Linked DNA regions of Sus scrofa: regions 1 and 3 are each linked to region 2. The links are chromatin contacts, called in public Hi-C and HiChIP or PLAC-seq maps. All regions are on one chromosome and are shown on one strand. The core of a region is the stretch at or near the end of the contact, and the rest is flanking DNA. Distances in the headings are between cores, read along the strand shown.

Region 1 (4,531 bases), core at 1,763-4,262, 81 kb before region 2:
CCATTAACCTGCCTTAAAAGCTTAGATCTTTTAGTGCCAGTGGAGCTGAATGAATGAATGAATAAGTAATACTCTATCAAAGTTAGGGCCAGTTAATGTAAAGACAGCTTTTTCTGATCGCTCCTGAATTTTCTTTGAGGATCAGAAACATTATGGTTTATTTCTTCTTGTCTTAGCTAAACATGAGGGTAATGCTAAATATAGCATTCAGGAAACAGTCAATTTAACAAGCATCTATTGAAAAATTAATGAATCCTGGGCCCTAAAAAGAAAGTATAATTCCCGACCCTAGGCTGTGAATGCTTGGCATTAGAAGGTAAATGATTGTTCTGATAAGCACTGGCCTTCAGAAATGTGGGAAAGGTGGGGAGCATGAATTCTTCCTGCAGCTTCCCCTAAAGAGGAAGTTTATTGGTTTGGTCTTGAACTTCAGATTTCTTCAACTGGAGAAATACATGCATGTGAAACTACAAGGCCAACTTGGCAGAAATGAAGATGGTAAAACATTTCTCAGTTTCAGGGTTTAGTGACTTGCTTTGAATTTTAGAAAGGGAAGCGTCAGTCAAAAGAAAAATGGAGATGAGACTTTGGTGACAGCTAGAGTGCTAGACAACAGGGCTCCCTTTGAAAATGCTAGAGGAAATGAAGCAAGATTGTCCCTGAGGAGGCTGGTGTTTTGTTCAGGCGACCATAACACCAATCACAGATTGTTGTTGAGAAGTTCTTAGTAGGTTAGTGAACTGAAGTTTAGAATACAAAAGATAAACTGGGGAGACATGAGGCAACAGGGGCTGATTATAAAAGAATTTATAAGTCATATGAAAGAGCATGGACTTAGCCTTGAGGTCTTTGGGGTATTACTATGAGGGGCTGTAGCAGATGAATGCCATGCTGAAATGAGCACCTTGTGAGGATCACTTTGCATAAAAGGATGCCAGCATGGGAGCTGAGTGAAGCAAAATACTGTTTGGGAGGCATTTGAAGTTATTAAGTTAAAGCTGATGATGTCTATCTAGGGCAACAGTAAAGAGGATGAGTTCATGAGATAACTAGTGGTACAATCAAGTAAATACAATTATTAACTGGCTAAGAAAGAGAGAAAGAAGAGAATCAAATCAGTTGCCATTGTTCTAATCTGGGAACTGGTGGGTGGTTAATCTCTCTGCTATCCTCTTTACTGAGAAGGGAACCCAAAGAATGAGAAGCTTTGGAGGTGACAGTTATGGGTTTGGTTTTGTACCTGTTCAGCTCTAGGTGTCTGTGACTCATCTGTGGTCTGTTGGTTCTATCTGTACCAAAAGAAATTGATTTGGAGGTTCTCACATCACAGAATCTCAGGAACAGGTACAAACACGCAAGATTATGTGCAATAGAGGCATGGAAGAGGATGTGGGTGAGAGGGCAGGGACCAGAGGAAAGTCAGTATCAGACCAGTCAGCTAAGGAAAAGGAGAATGGGAAAAGGTTGCCAGAGAGGCAGAAGGAAAATGAGGAAAGGATGAGGTCATGACTCTTAGGAAAGAAGGGAATGGAAACTATCTCAAATACTATTAGGAGAACCAGTAGGTTTCCATGGATGTAGTATGGTATCAGAGGGAAATTGTTTTCAACGATGAGGTCATGATAGCCAGGGGCTGAGGAATCCATAGAGGTAAGAAAGTGGAGGTACAACATGTACATCATCTCTTTTACAGAGCTTGGTCAAAGGAGGTGAGAGAGTCAGGAGAGCTAACTGGATGGGGACAAAGGGTCAGTGAAGTTTCTTTTGTTCTATTTTCTTTTGTTGTCCTATCTTCCACTAGATAGTGTAGCTAGGATCCTAGACCCTTCTCTAGGCTGACATCCCCATCTATGTGGGCAGGAAATCCACAAGATATAAAGATTTCTCTCATGCCCACACCCACTGAGTGAAAGTCTTTTCTGGCACCATCTACCCAAAGCTGTTTTCTGGCCACAGGAACCACCTGTGTTTTAATTGCCGCTAGATGGAAGCAGATCAATTCAACTTTTTAGACGACCTTGGGGGATAGGAAGAGCTTCGGGCAGGAAGATTATTAGTGTTGGGTTAATCACCATATTAAGCTAATTGCCATATTAAGTTTAATGGTTCACCGATTTTTCCGATGAATCAATCAACCAGCTGCTTATTGAACACCTTTGTTTCGGATCAATGCTAAGCTTGACTGAGAGACCAAAAGGAGTAAGTCCTTGTGCCCGACCTAAGGGAGATCATTATCTAGTTAAGACAGAAAGATAGGAAGAAAATTAGGAAAAACCAAAGCAGAATATGTAATGGTCAGTGAAGTCTATATTGAAGACAAGATTTTTCAATACAGAAGAAGTTTGGTGATCACAGAAAACCTTATAAAGAAGATGGAACCTAGGTTGGTTTTTGAAGGATAGATAGGATTTAGGTGTATGGAGAGAAGCAGGAAAGGCAATCTAAAAGAGGGAAATGATGTTAAGTGGCATGATGCTGGCGCTCTGAAAGCATGGTCAGAGCCCAGTGGATAGAACTACCAAGAGCCCAGGATATATTGGGGGTGCTGTGAACAGAATTTAGAAGGGAAGTCTTGCTCCACCACACAGGTTTGAATTCTTCACCAGACATTCTAAAAGGACCTGGCAAGAAAGAAATATCTGCCCAGCTGCCTTGGGGTACTTCAAATTTATTGGGCCAAGTGACCATAGAATCATAGAATTTTTGTTCTGAACAGGATCTCAATGGACATGGTTTTCAAACTCTCTTAATAATTGAGCTAATTAAATAACCTTCCTATAGTCCTTGAGCTAGTGACAGTTAGTTACAGTAATATTAAACATGTATCAAATGTTAATTCAATGCTGTGCACTGTTCTGAGTGTTTTACATGTCTTAAATCATTAAATTTTGCTTACAAATCCTGTGTGTATAGGTATTAATATTTCCATTTTACTGGTGAAGGAAGAGAGAAATTCAATAACTAGGCAAAGCTGAGATTTGTACCCATCTAGATCCAAAGATCATGCTCTGAACCTTAATGCTTCTAGAACTCAGGTATCTTGATGCCCAGGCTGGAGGTGTAAGTCCCAGATACCCTCCTCCTCCAGTAGTGTAATTTTTTATTTTGCACTGAAACCAGTGTGTGATGGCACTGAGGAAGGGTGGGGTGGATGTAATAGGGTGTGTTTCCAGAAAAAGCCAAAGGTAAAATGAACACTATCACACTCAACACTGCATATCAGTTTTTGTTGTTGTTTTTTTAAAGTCCTTGAACTAACATTCATAGTCCTTTGAGCTTATTCCTATTAGCATTTGGTTGGTGAATGACTGACTCCTAGGGCATTTGTGGTTTCAACTCTTGCTGGGTTATTTTGACTCTTCTGCAAAATGGTTCTGTTTATCACCTCATTTGGTTTCTAGAATCTAAATTCTGCCTGGGTAAAAGCTACACCCAAGATACACAGGAAGATACGATGCCAACCTCAGAGGAGGGTATATGTGAAATTTTGTTTTCAGAAACATTTTCATCTCTATAACTGGCAAGCACGTTTGCAGCTGCTGAACTGTGGTTTACTCTGGCAGTTCATCATGAGAACAGAATCTCAGAATCTGGTTCTCCTTTTGAGAGGTGTTATTAAGACCTACCATATTTGGTTCTCCCCTATTCTTTCCAAGAATGAGACAGTTGTTTTGTGCACACATACATACCACTTTTTTTTCTCATGAAACTAAATTTGTCATCATCTCCTTAAATCCTATGCCACTAGAATCAGGCATTTAGAACCACCACCACACCTTGCGTGAATTTTGGTTTTCTCTGATTTCTCTATCCATGCGAACATGTCGTCTTCTACTTTTCTGGCTTTCTGCTGTTCAAAATCTATCTAAAATGTCCTTTATATTCACTGGATCTGAAGACAAAGCCTGTACTGCTGAGATTTCTCTCAGTGTGATCTGAGGACCAGCCGCTTACACATTACCAGGGAGCTTGTTAGAAGCCATAAAAAAGAGGTAAATAATTCCATTTGCAGGAACATGGATGGACCTAGAGATTATTTTACTAAGTGAAGTAAGCCAGACAAAGACAAACATCATATGATATCACTTATATGTGGAATCTAACCAAAGTGATACAAATGAATCTGTGTGCAGAACAGAAATGAACTGACAGACATAAAAACAAACTTATGGTCACAGAAGGAGAAAGGGAGAGGGAAATAAATTAGGCGGTTAGGATTAACATATACACAGTACTGTGTATAAAACAGATAAAAAACAGGAACCAACTTATATAGTACAGGCAACTATATTCAATAATTTATAATAACCTATAAGGGAAAAAAATCTGAAAAGAATAGACATATTTCTATGTCTATGACTGAATCACTTTGCTGTACACCTGAAACTAACACAACATTGTAAATCAACTATACTTCAAATATTTTTATTACTCAATGAATTTTATTACATTTATAGTTGTACAACGATCATCACAACCCAATTTTATAGCATTCCCATCCCAAACCCTCAGTGTCTCCCCCCAACCCCCA
Region 2 (5,039 bases), core at 2,187-4,686:
GCAGGACTGGGGTCAAGGACAAAGCACTACATGGCAGGTCATCTTTGTGTTTCTGTTCTTTAGCCACCTAGGAACATATGGAGTTTTTACAAATGCTGCCTTTGATCCGAATCCTTAAGGTAAGTAACCTATGAAGGTATTTTTGAAGGAAATAGAATAGTAGGGGAAAGAGGAAGAATATAAAGCTTGACTTTTCTTTATATAGTCATGAGTTACACTTTAAGCATGCGTTACATTCTTAAGCTGTGCAGGAAATTGTGTTGGCGGTAGGGAACAGGCATGGCAGTAGAGTGATAATAGAAAGTACATTCACAGGAGGATTTCCATTTCCTCTGGGATAGAAATGTTCTAATTAGACAAAACTTATTTCGGGATATATGACATTCCCATTACTGGCTGCTAGATGGTACTGACACTGTGGTCTTGCCTGATAACCAGAAGTCATGATGGCTGGGAAAATTTTACAGACTTTATGGAACCATTTTCCTGTGTGACCTGCTGGGAAAACAAAAATAACCTGCTACCTTCTTTCCCCCCCAAAAAGCTCAGCAAGTAGCTGAGTTTCCTAACAAAAGTAGCCAAGATGGCAGAATATCTGGAATCGAGAAAAAGCTTATTCTGAGCCTCACGGGAGACATAGGATTAGAGCTTTCTTTATTTCTTTTATTTGTTAAGGAAAATATAATTATTTTAATTTTTTTGTCTCATTTTCAGAAAATGTCCTTCTCTTGGTCCCCTCACTCAACATCGACAGGATCCTATTTTTGAACATCAGCCCTCCCGATAGACTTGACCATAACTGTAGCATATCTACTGCAGTTTTCTGTAAATACTTGTGAATAAAGGACATGGAATTTCCTTTAGATAAGCTCTAGACCAGAGCAGAAGAATTGTACCACAAGCCCCAACTCTACCCACTGCCCCTTCCTGCACCATTTCCTCTTCCTCCAACCCAAGACTCAGGAACTGGGACTGCATGTTTCTGAAGTGGTCTGTGGGCTTTGCCCCAGCTGTCACTTGAGATACTAATTAGCTACAGCCTGGAGCATCTGACTCACCAGAAGGCCAGACTGTGGAAAAATAAAAAGGTCTCTTTATTTTTGGATTGGAGGAAGTCATCCTCTACTTTTTTGGAAAGCAGGCAGCATCTCTGATGAGAGGGAACTTCTGTAGGACCTCCTGGGATCTTCAGTGCTTGCCTTTTATGAAGCCTTTTAGACCTCTGCTGAGAGGTTGCAGAGAAGCCTCTGGATGGCACCAGAGGCCGCAGAAGACTGAGAATTAGGACCGGAAGGTACATGTCACTGTAGACTTTCCCTCTACTGTCACTCTCCCCGCCAAAAGACCCAAAGACCCAAAGACCAATATGTGAATGTTTAATTAAAAGGATTTCCCCAAATGCCATTGTTCTATTATTTGGTGTTTTGTTGAATAAAGTCTATGTTCATCACCTTATTTAAATCAATGTAATGCGCAATTACAGTTGTCCCAATTACAGCTCACCCCTTCGGTTAGCAAATATATATCTTTCTACCCCCATACACACAAGAAGAAAGTCAGAAAAGCAGAAAAGGTCTTTATCATCTGAATGAATGTTCTATAGGGAAGAACAGATGTGTTTTCCATGTTCTTTAATTCACATGCTTAATAAATAGGTTGTTGAAAGTTCTGAAACTGATGCAAAAAAAAAAAAAAGACAGCCAAACAATATAGTTGTCCTGTCTCTGTGAAATGTGAGGCAATGAACATGTGACACTAGGTAAACAAGCAAATAAAAACGCAAATAAAGCTTGCAAATAAAAATGGTGTAACAGTCTAACTAAAGGTTAAAAGAATTTTGCAAGAATTTTGGTAATAACCTTGGGATTTAGGGACACATTGCTTTTAAAAAGTTTCTCTCCTCTACTGTCCATGGCATCTCTGACTGCTTATTTTTTGCCAATCACTAGGTTCGGTATTACAGGACGATGATTATCAGGTGATTATCCTGAGTCAGAAGCTACATTTTGTAAAAACTTCCCAGAGAATTCTGATGGTTTACCAGCTTTGTGACCGACTGATATTATAGATACAGAAAGAATAAGGCCCTGCTCCTGCCCTCGAAAGTTTATAATCCAGTTGGGGACACAATAGACACTCTTACAAAGAAAAGAGACAGTGGGTAATTAACAGGAGTATATTATTTGAAGTGTGTGGTAGAAATTCATAATATGGAAATGTCTATTTGGCCCAGGCTCAAGGAGATAAGCAGAACTCTGGACTTTAAAGAGTGGACAGCAAAGAGGAAGAGAGTGGCATTCTAAATTGGTCAAATAATATAAGCCAAGGGGCACAGACAGAAGAATTTATAGGGATGTGAAAATGTCGAGGGACCTGACATCACCCAGACCTCACCTGAGGTGCTAAATTACAATGTATTGAATCTGATGAGACAAATCATAAGGCAGAAGCTTAGAGGCATGTAGATTCAGGGAACCCGGGATATGTTACAATGAAGTTTCTGACAATATAATCCTCAGATTCTCTATAAGTAGCCAAATCATATCTCAAGGCTGTATGACACACCCAGGTCCTCTATAAGGGTCCCTGGAGGCAGGAAAAATATAATCACTGTAATAAACATGTGCTGTGTGCTTTCCAATTGCTGGTAACTGTAAACTTCACAGTTTTCTTTTACTCTCCCAACAACCCTAATGGGGAAAACTACTATTGTCATCTCTGTTTTGCAGATGTCAAAACCGAGCTCCAAAGAAGCTAAGTAACTTATCCAAGAGGACGCAGCTAATAGGTGGGATTGAAATTTGATCTAACTGATTCTCTTAGGGAAGCTCTTTAAGCCCTGCATTCTGCCTTAGGTGGCCACTGCCCTAGTCAAGACAGAACTGACCATAAATTCAGTAAAGTGGGCCAGGCCAGCAGGTCCCATTCGTTTGCTCATCCCCCTTGCTTCCTCACCACCTGAAAATGCAGTATTTCTGTGCCTAGTAACAGGGTATAATGCTGTTTTCCTTAGATCAGAAGGAGTGTAGTATGGTTGAGGGTTTGGGGTTCCGTTGCATTGGGAATTGCAGAGGGTCTGGGAAGTGTGACCTTTGCCCCAGGCGGTTGTGTTGTTGGCTGGGGCTCCTGCTCAGAGGAGTTAGCAGGTAGAAGTGCAGGAGTACAGTTTTGCCCTGTTTCCTGAATCCCTGAGCATTGCCCCACCTGCTAGAGCCTCTGATCTCTGTCCCTCCTTCATCTGTAGTAAAACAGTCACTAACCCAGTTGCTCTCCCTAATATCTCCAGTCATCTGGGGCAGTGACTTAGCCAACCCCCGCCTGGAAAGGTCCCAGGAGGTGGGGACAGCCCCAGGCTGCAGCCAACGCTGCCGTGGAAGCCTCCCGGGAGAGCCAAAGGGGAGGAGGACACTGCCACCCGCAGCCTCCCTGAGCTCACTGCAGTGCCAACAGCGGACAGCCATCGAAGCGAGCGCAATCCGCCTCGGCATTCCACCCTCCCTGGGGTGGTGACGGCAGGGAGGAGCAGAAAGGAACCATGTTCCCAGCTCTCCCTTGCCCCTGGGTCCTTGTGGTCCTGGGCACCAGCTGGGCAGCCTGGGGAAACCTAGGGACTGAAGCAGCGAGGGTAAGACAGTTCTACGTGGCTGCTCAGAGCATCAGCTGGAACTATCACCCTGAGCCCACACACCCCAGGTAAGGCAGGTGTGGTGTCTGGGTGGGCTTCTCTAGGAAGGATAATCTATTTCTTTTAGAGATCATTCCTTTGCAATTCCATTGTTCCCTTCCCCTCACCCTCGCCCCAACTTCAGGTAGGTAAATACAGTAAATAGGGAAGTAAAATGAATAAACTAAACCTGGTGGATGCTCATTTTGCCCACAATAATACAGTTTACCATTGTGAAGATATAGAAAATATTGTTTCATTGCCTAGATACTGCTTTCAAGAGTTTGTTGTTAATGCAGTTTTGTTAGCACGATCGACTGTTTCTTTAATATATTGATTGATTCAAAAGCACCAGGTACCTAGGTCATTAGCCTTTCCTGCAAACTCCTGTTCCAGATTTTTAGTAGCCTGGTATTTTTATTAAACTTCCATTTACATATTATTTATTCCACACGGCTTCATCTTCTACAACTAAAGATGAATATACCTTGCACTTTCTTATAAGCTGATTATTCAACAATTGTCATAATTTAGGGTTTTGTTTTCTTATAGATGACTTTCAAAACATCATCAGTTCATAAAAATGGACATTGTTGTTCCTTTACCTTTTTCTGCTGCATGTGGCTCGTTGTTTTTCTCTCATTCTTAATCACTCCCTGGGATATGGTCTAAACTGGCTATTTTGGTGGAGTCACTATTAAAGGGCATATGTAACTACAAGGGGGTTTAAATAATAAAAGTATACTTGAGTCACAAAACTGTTTTTCCTAATTGAAAGCTTACAAACAAGACTTCTCAGAAATTAAACAAATTATAGGTTCTACTCAATATTTCTGGTTAGCTACATTTTTATTTCTTTTAATGATAAACTGCTAATGTGACTAAGTTTTCTTTTAACTTAACATCACAGCTTAAACAATTGTGAAAGATATGTTCCTCTTTTATAATTTCGAAACCAAAGCGATCTGCCAAGAAAATATTGTAATATTTTGAGCCTTTTAGTGCATAATATTAACCCTTTTAAAATCTTTTCTTTGTAACTGGGTTATTTTGGAGGGTATTACATAGTATCTGGTCTTGTAATAATAAGAAATCTCTCTTTTTTTAAAAAAAAGTCATTTAAAACATTGCATTTCAAGGTGATAATCTAGGTCACACCCACAACATTAGGGAACTACTACTAACTACAACCCCAAAGGAAATGACAGTCTTTCCAACATTAATTTTCCTGCTCATGGGTAGAACATTAATTTTGTTACTGGCTTTTCTTTGTCACACGGTGCTTGTGCTTGGAAGTTTTCATTATTATGAAATAATCATCTTCCATAATTAACACGAAGAATCACAAGCAGAATTCTGTAGGCAGAACCACATG
Region 3 (4,402 bases), core at 1,780-4,279, 110 kb after region 2:
AGACAGTGATTTCCTAACAGGTCCAAGTTTCCTTTGAGGTGATGAAATTTCTTAGAACTAGAGAGAAGTGATGGTTGCACAGCACTGTGAATGTACTAATGTCACGGAATTGTACACTTAAATACAGTTAATGAGAAATCTCGCACTGCGTGAATATTACTTTAATTTAAAAAATATATTCTATTTACCTCTGTATTAGTTTCCTATGGCTGTATAACAAACTACCCCAAACTTAGCTGCTTAAAAAATTATAACAACTTAACTCACGGTTCTGTAAATCAGAAATCCAGGTGGGCTTGGGCGCTTTCTCTTCTTAGAACTTGACAGGCGGAAATTAAGATGTTGGCTGTGATGCGCTCTAATCTGGAGGCTCTTTGGAAGAAGCCACTTCCAAGTTTGTTTAGGTTTGGAGCAGAAAGCAGTTCCCTGTGATTATAGGACTGAAATCCCCAGTTCCTTGCTGGCTGTCAGCCAAGAGTCAGCCTCAACTGCCACAGGGTGCCCACATCTTTGGCACACAGCCTCCTGGAGCAACAGTGTGACATAGCTTTCTCCTTTTTCAAACATCTTTGCCTCGTTTGTTACCAGCAGGAGATAATTCTCTGCTTTTAAAGGGCTCCTGTGATTACATTGGGCCCACCTGGATAATCTCACGTTTGCCACACAGTGTAACAAACAGTTGTATTATCTCATTAAATTCAGGGATTCCACTCCACACTCAAAAGGGAGGGGATTACACAAGGCAAGGCTCACTGGGGGTCATTCTCAGAACTATTCCATGACCTCTTAGAGAAAATAATGTTTTAAAAAGTTTTTTCCTAATTCAAGAACAATTATTGTTAATGCCCAACATTGCAAAGAGAAGTTGAGGTGCTTAAGTGATTTATACCAAGGAAAATATTTCAGAACCAATGATTCACAGATTAACATAATTTAGGTCTCCAAGATTCAGGGAAGGGATGGAAAGCTGTTTTTAATAAGTGCACTTCTCTTTCTGAGGCCTCTTTTGTTTTTCTTTCTCTCTCTCTCTCTCTCTCTCTCTCTCTCGCTCTCTCGCTTTTTGGCTTTTTGGGCTACACCCGCATCATATGGAATTTCCCAGGCTAGGGATCGAATCAGAACTGCAGCTGCCTGTCTACACCACAGCCACAGCAACACCAGATCTTTTAATCCACTGAGCAGAGCCAGGGATCAAACCCACATCCTCATAGATACTAGTTGGGTTTGTTACCACTGAGCTACAACAGAAACTCCTCCTTTTCTACTAAAGCACTGAATGCAAATCCAAAGGCAAAGAAATTGCCAAGAGGACCACTAGTGTTTTAGGGGACTAGATAATTGTATTATGCAGATTACAAGTTCTTACTTTGAGGCCTCAAGACTTCCTGTTATTTAGGGCCCATAAAGACTCTTTATTTTTGTGAGTTATACCTACTGGTAGTGCCATATTAGAAATTCATTTGGAAAGTTTCTAAACACAAAAATTTACAAACACATATTCTCTTATCCTTTAGAGGGATGTCATCACACATCAGGTAGTCTCCAGAGGGCAAAAGAAAGTAAAGTCCTAGTATTATTATGAAAGTAGTTTGACATCGTGGAATTCTGAAAAGATCCCACAAATCCCTAGGGCTTCCTGAACCACACTTTGAGGCCCACTGATAGATGCAAATACCAACAACTTCATTCCTTCAGTGATTAATCAACTCACACATTTCAGTGCATTCACTGCACAGTCTTAGAAACAAATCTCCATTCCCTTTACTGGTATGTCCTTCCATGTGGTAGAGAGAGTCATTTTTTGTGGCTGATAGCAAAAAGTATCCTCTTTGCAAAAAGGGTCATTTGCTGACTCAGAAGGGAATTTGAGATGATTCGTGATATACATAAAGCAAAACAGTTCAAAATGTTTTCTGTGAGCTTCTGGCAGTATCTGTACTCTACAAATACTGCACAGGAGAAATTGCTTTTGGTGCAGCTTGGTCTGCAGTGAAAGGACTGGGATACCGTCAAGCTGAGTCAGGCAGAAAAAGAGAGAAGTGAAAGCAAACCCTGGGTATTTTCAAGCTTTGCCCTTGAAAACTATGCCAAGACTTTTTTTTTTTAATAAAGAGGTGATACTTTGCTGTTGCTTTAATGACTCGGGATTTCCCCCTTACCCTTTAAACACAGGATATATCTACAATTATGTTTACTTTCTTTGTACCCCGCTTACAAAAAGTAATGAAATAAAGCTAATACCCTTAATTAGAACTCCATCATGGTCCTTCTGTTAAGTGACTAGCTCATTCATTCTTTTCACAGTATTTTATCGTTTTCCAGCTCGGTCTTTTGGTAAACGCCCTGAACTGCTTAGGTTCCAGGCTTCCCATGTCTTTTTACTGCAGATGAATACAATCTACAGACTGAAAGCCGCTGGAAGAAAAATAGAGCATTCTTCCGCCTCAAGGTTAAATCTTTGCCCCGCGCTGGCCGCTTGAGGAGAATGTGAGCGGACGTCCAGAGAGGGACTGCGTTTAAAAATGAGAGAGAAGACTGGAACAGCGTTTTCCTCTCCGTGGGGATAAAGCCCACATGGAGCACTCCGGAAAGGTGAGCTGCTGCACTGAGCATGACCGAGCCGACCTCCAGCGTGGGCGGGCCGATCGCCGCCTGACCGTCGCGCGCCGAAACCACAAGCAGTCGCGTTAGGAGCTGAGTCCTCCAAGTCCTCGGCGCCCGAACCAGAGGACGTCAGCCGCCAGGCGTGTTGCAGCCACCGCCACCGCCCCGGGCTCCCAGCTTGTGACCAATAGAAGAGAAGCCAATGCCCTACGTCCGCTGTGATTGGCTCCCAGCGGGGAGGCGGTGGCGGAAGGTGGGTCTTCGGGAGTGTCAGGTTTTCCGTGGCGCTGCGGGCGGCGACACGTGAAGATCCTGCTGCCAGGAAAAGCTGAGAGGTTCTGCGGTCGGAGGCGGCCATCCCAGAAGTGCTTGGCCCTGCCGGGAGGAGGAAACACTTACGATCGCAGGTGCCCGCACTGGGGCAGTGCTTCAACCTGACTCCAGTTGGTGGAAGACGAAAAGGAGCAGGAAGGGGCCGGGTCCCCGTCCCTCGCGCCCCGGATGGATGTGCCCGGCCCGGTGTCCCGGCGGGCGGCGGCGGCGGCCGCAACCGTGCTCCTGCGCACGGCTCGGGTCCCGCGCGAATGCTGGTTCTTGCCCACCGCGCTGATCTGCGCCTACGGCTTCTTCGCCAGCCTCAGGCCGTCTGAGCCCTTCCTGACCCCCTACCTGCTGGGGCCCGACAAAAACCTGACGGAGAGGGAGGTAGGCGCGGCGGGAGGACGCTGGCTCCGCTGGCAGAGGGGACGGGCGGGCCGAGGCGGGTGCGGTTGAAAGACAGGACTGAGAAAGGCGCTTGAGCCCCAGGAGCCATTCTGGGGAGAGATTCCTGAATGTTCCTCTTTGAAAAAAGGCTTCTTGCTGGGCGCTGCCGTAATTCATGCTGTTTTTCTGTCCTCCGTTGAATTTATAGGACATGTTTCAGGTGAAGGGTTCGGAACGCAGTTCGGAAACCCTAGTGCCCTTGTGCTTCAGGCGATGTGCGGATGATGCTGTAACTGTGTAACTCTGCTCAGACTGAACCAGTAGTGGGAGGGGGGCGGGGAGGAGAAGAATATTTGGAGAAAAAAGGGAAAACAGCAGGTTGTACTTCGAACATAGTGAAGGTTTAAATAAATATTTGCTGCCTGAAAGTAAGGAAACAGATGCAAGGCAACTCCTGTTTTCTGAAAGGATCTTCCCTCTACCTACTGTACCCTCTTCCTTCCCCTACCTTACTTTGTTTACCCTTGACAGATAGATGTACTCAGATAAGGACTGTATAGGACAAGAACCCATCCCTTATCTCGTCTTGATTTTTAATTGCGTGAGACTATGTCCTAGAATATGCCCTGCCTCTCACCTCTACCAACCTCCTGGGATAAAAGCAGATATTTAGGTGTTGTCACATAGTTGGAATTTAATTAGAGTTCTTCTGGCATTGTGAATTGTTGCTTCACGGATGTTAGTCTTGCTCCTTTCTGTTCTGCTGTGTTCAGAGTAATTGAGAGTACATAGTCCATGATCAAGAACTTCTTGCTGAGTGATTTTCCCTGGGAGGATATTTAAGTACTCCAGAAGTGCATGGTGTGCTTTAAAAATGTATTTAACTCTTTAAAGTGTATGGTCAATCTCAACACTTGTTTTTTGAAGAAGATATTAACTGAAGAAGGAGTTAAATTTAAGGTGCTACCACAAGGCCCAAATAAAGCAGATTCAGCATCCTTTCCCTTGAACACTACAAAGCATGAAAACTGAGGCCCGGTATTCCTTTCTGGAACAATACAAAGAGTGAAAGCTGAGTGGGGAATTGTTAGCC

The links. A called contact is a pair of places that touch in the nucleus more often than the background predicts. HiChIP or PLAC-seq counts read pairs in DNA pulled down with a chosen protein or histone mark.
Region 1: a Hi-C map of blood shows a contact between it and region 2, with 3 times the contacts expected there. The contact joins the enhancer-like site here to the promoter of F5 in region 2. A contact is called at or near these places in 1 of 5 promoter capture datasets (liver) and 7 of 47 Hi-C or Micro-C datasets (alveolar macrophages, blood, liver and 1 more).
Region 3: a contact with region 2 is called in an H3K27ac HiChIP or PLAC-seq map of alveolar macrophages. The contact joins the promoter of SLC19A2 here to the promoter of F5 in region 2. A contact is called at or near these places in 1 of 5 promoter capture datasets (liver), 3 of 47 Hi-C or Micro-C datasets (all in liver) and 1 of 2 datasets of contacts at active chromatin or transcription factors (alveolar macrophages).

The regions. Positions count from the first base shown.
Region 1 is chr4:81,319,314-81,323,844 of Sscrofa11.1, forward strand. All of the region lies in intron 8 of SELL (selectin L), which reads left to right. Among named protein-coding and RNA genes, the nearest start is that of SELL, 15 kb to the left of the region's middle. Within about 2 kb of position 3,013, at least 4 of the 83 cell types and tissues checked have an H3K27ac peak or open chromatin away from gene starts, as enhancers often do.
Region 2 is chr4:81,399,837-81,404,875 of Sscrofa11.1, forward strand. It overlaps F5 (coagulation factor V), which reads left to right and starts at 3,437. Exons shown (of 25, transcript NM_214120.1): 1 at 3,437-3,693. The coding sequence starts at 3,536. It overlaps SELP (selectin P), which reads left to right. Exons shown (of 13, transcript NM_214078.1): 12 at 64-119; 13 at 715-1,404. The coding sequence ends at 118.
Region 3 is chr4:81,507,192-81,511,593 of Sscrofa11.1, forward strand. It overlaps SLC19A2 (solute carrier family 19 member 2), which reads left to right and starts at 3,030. Exons shown (of 6, transcript NM_001142667.1): 1 at 3,030-3,309. The coding sequence starts at 3,106.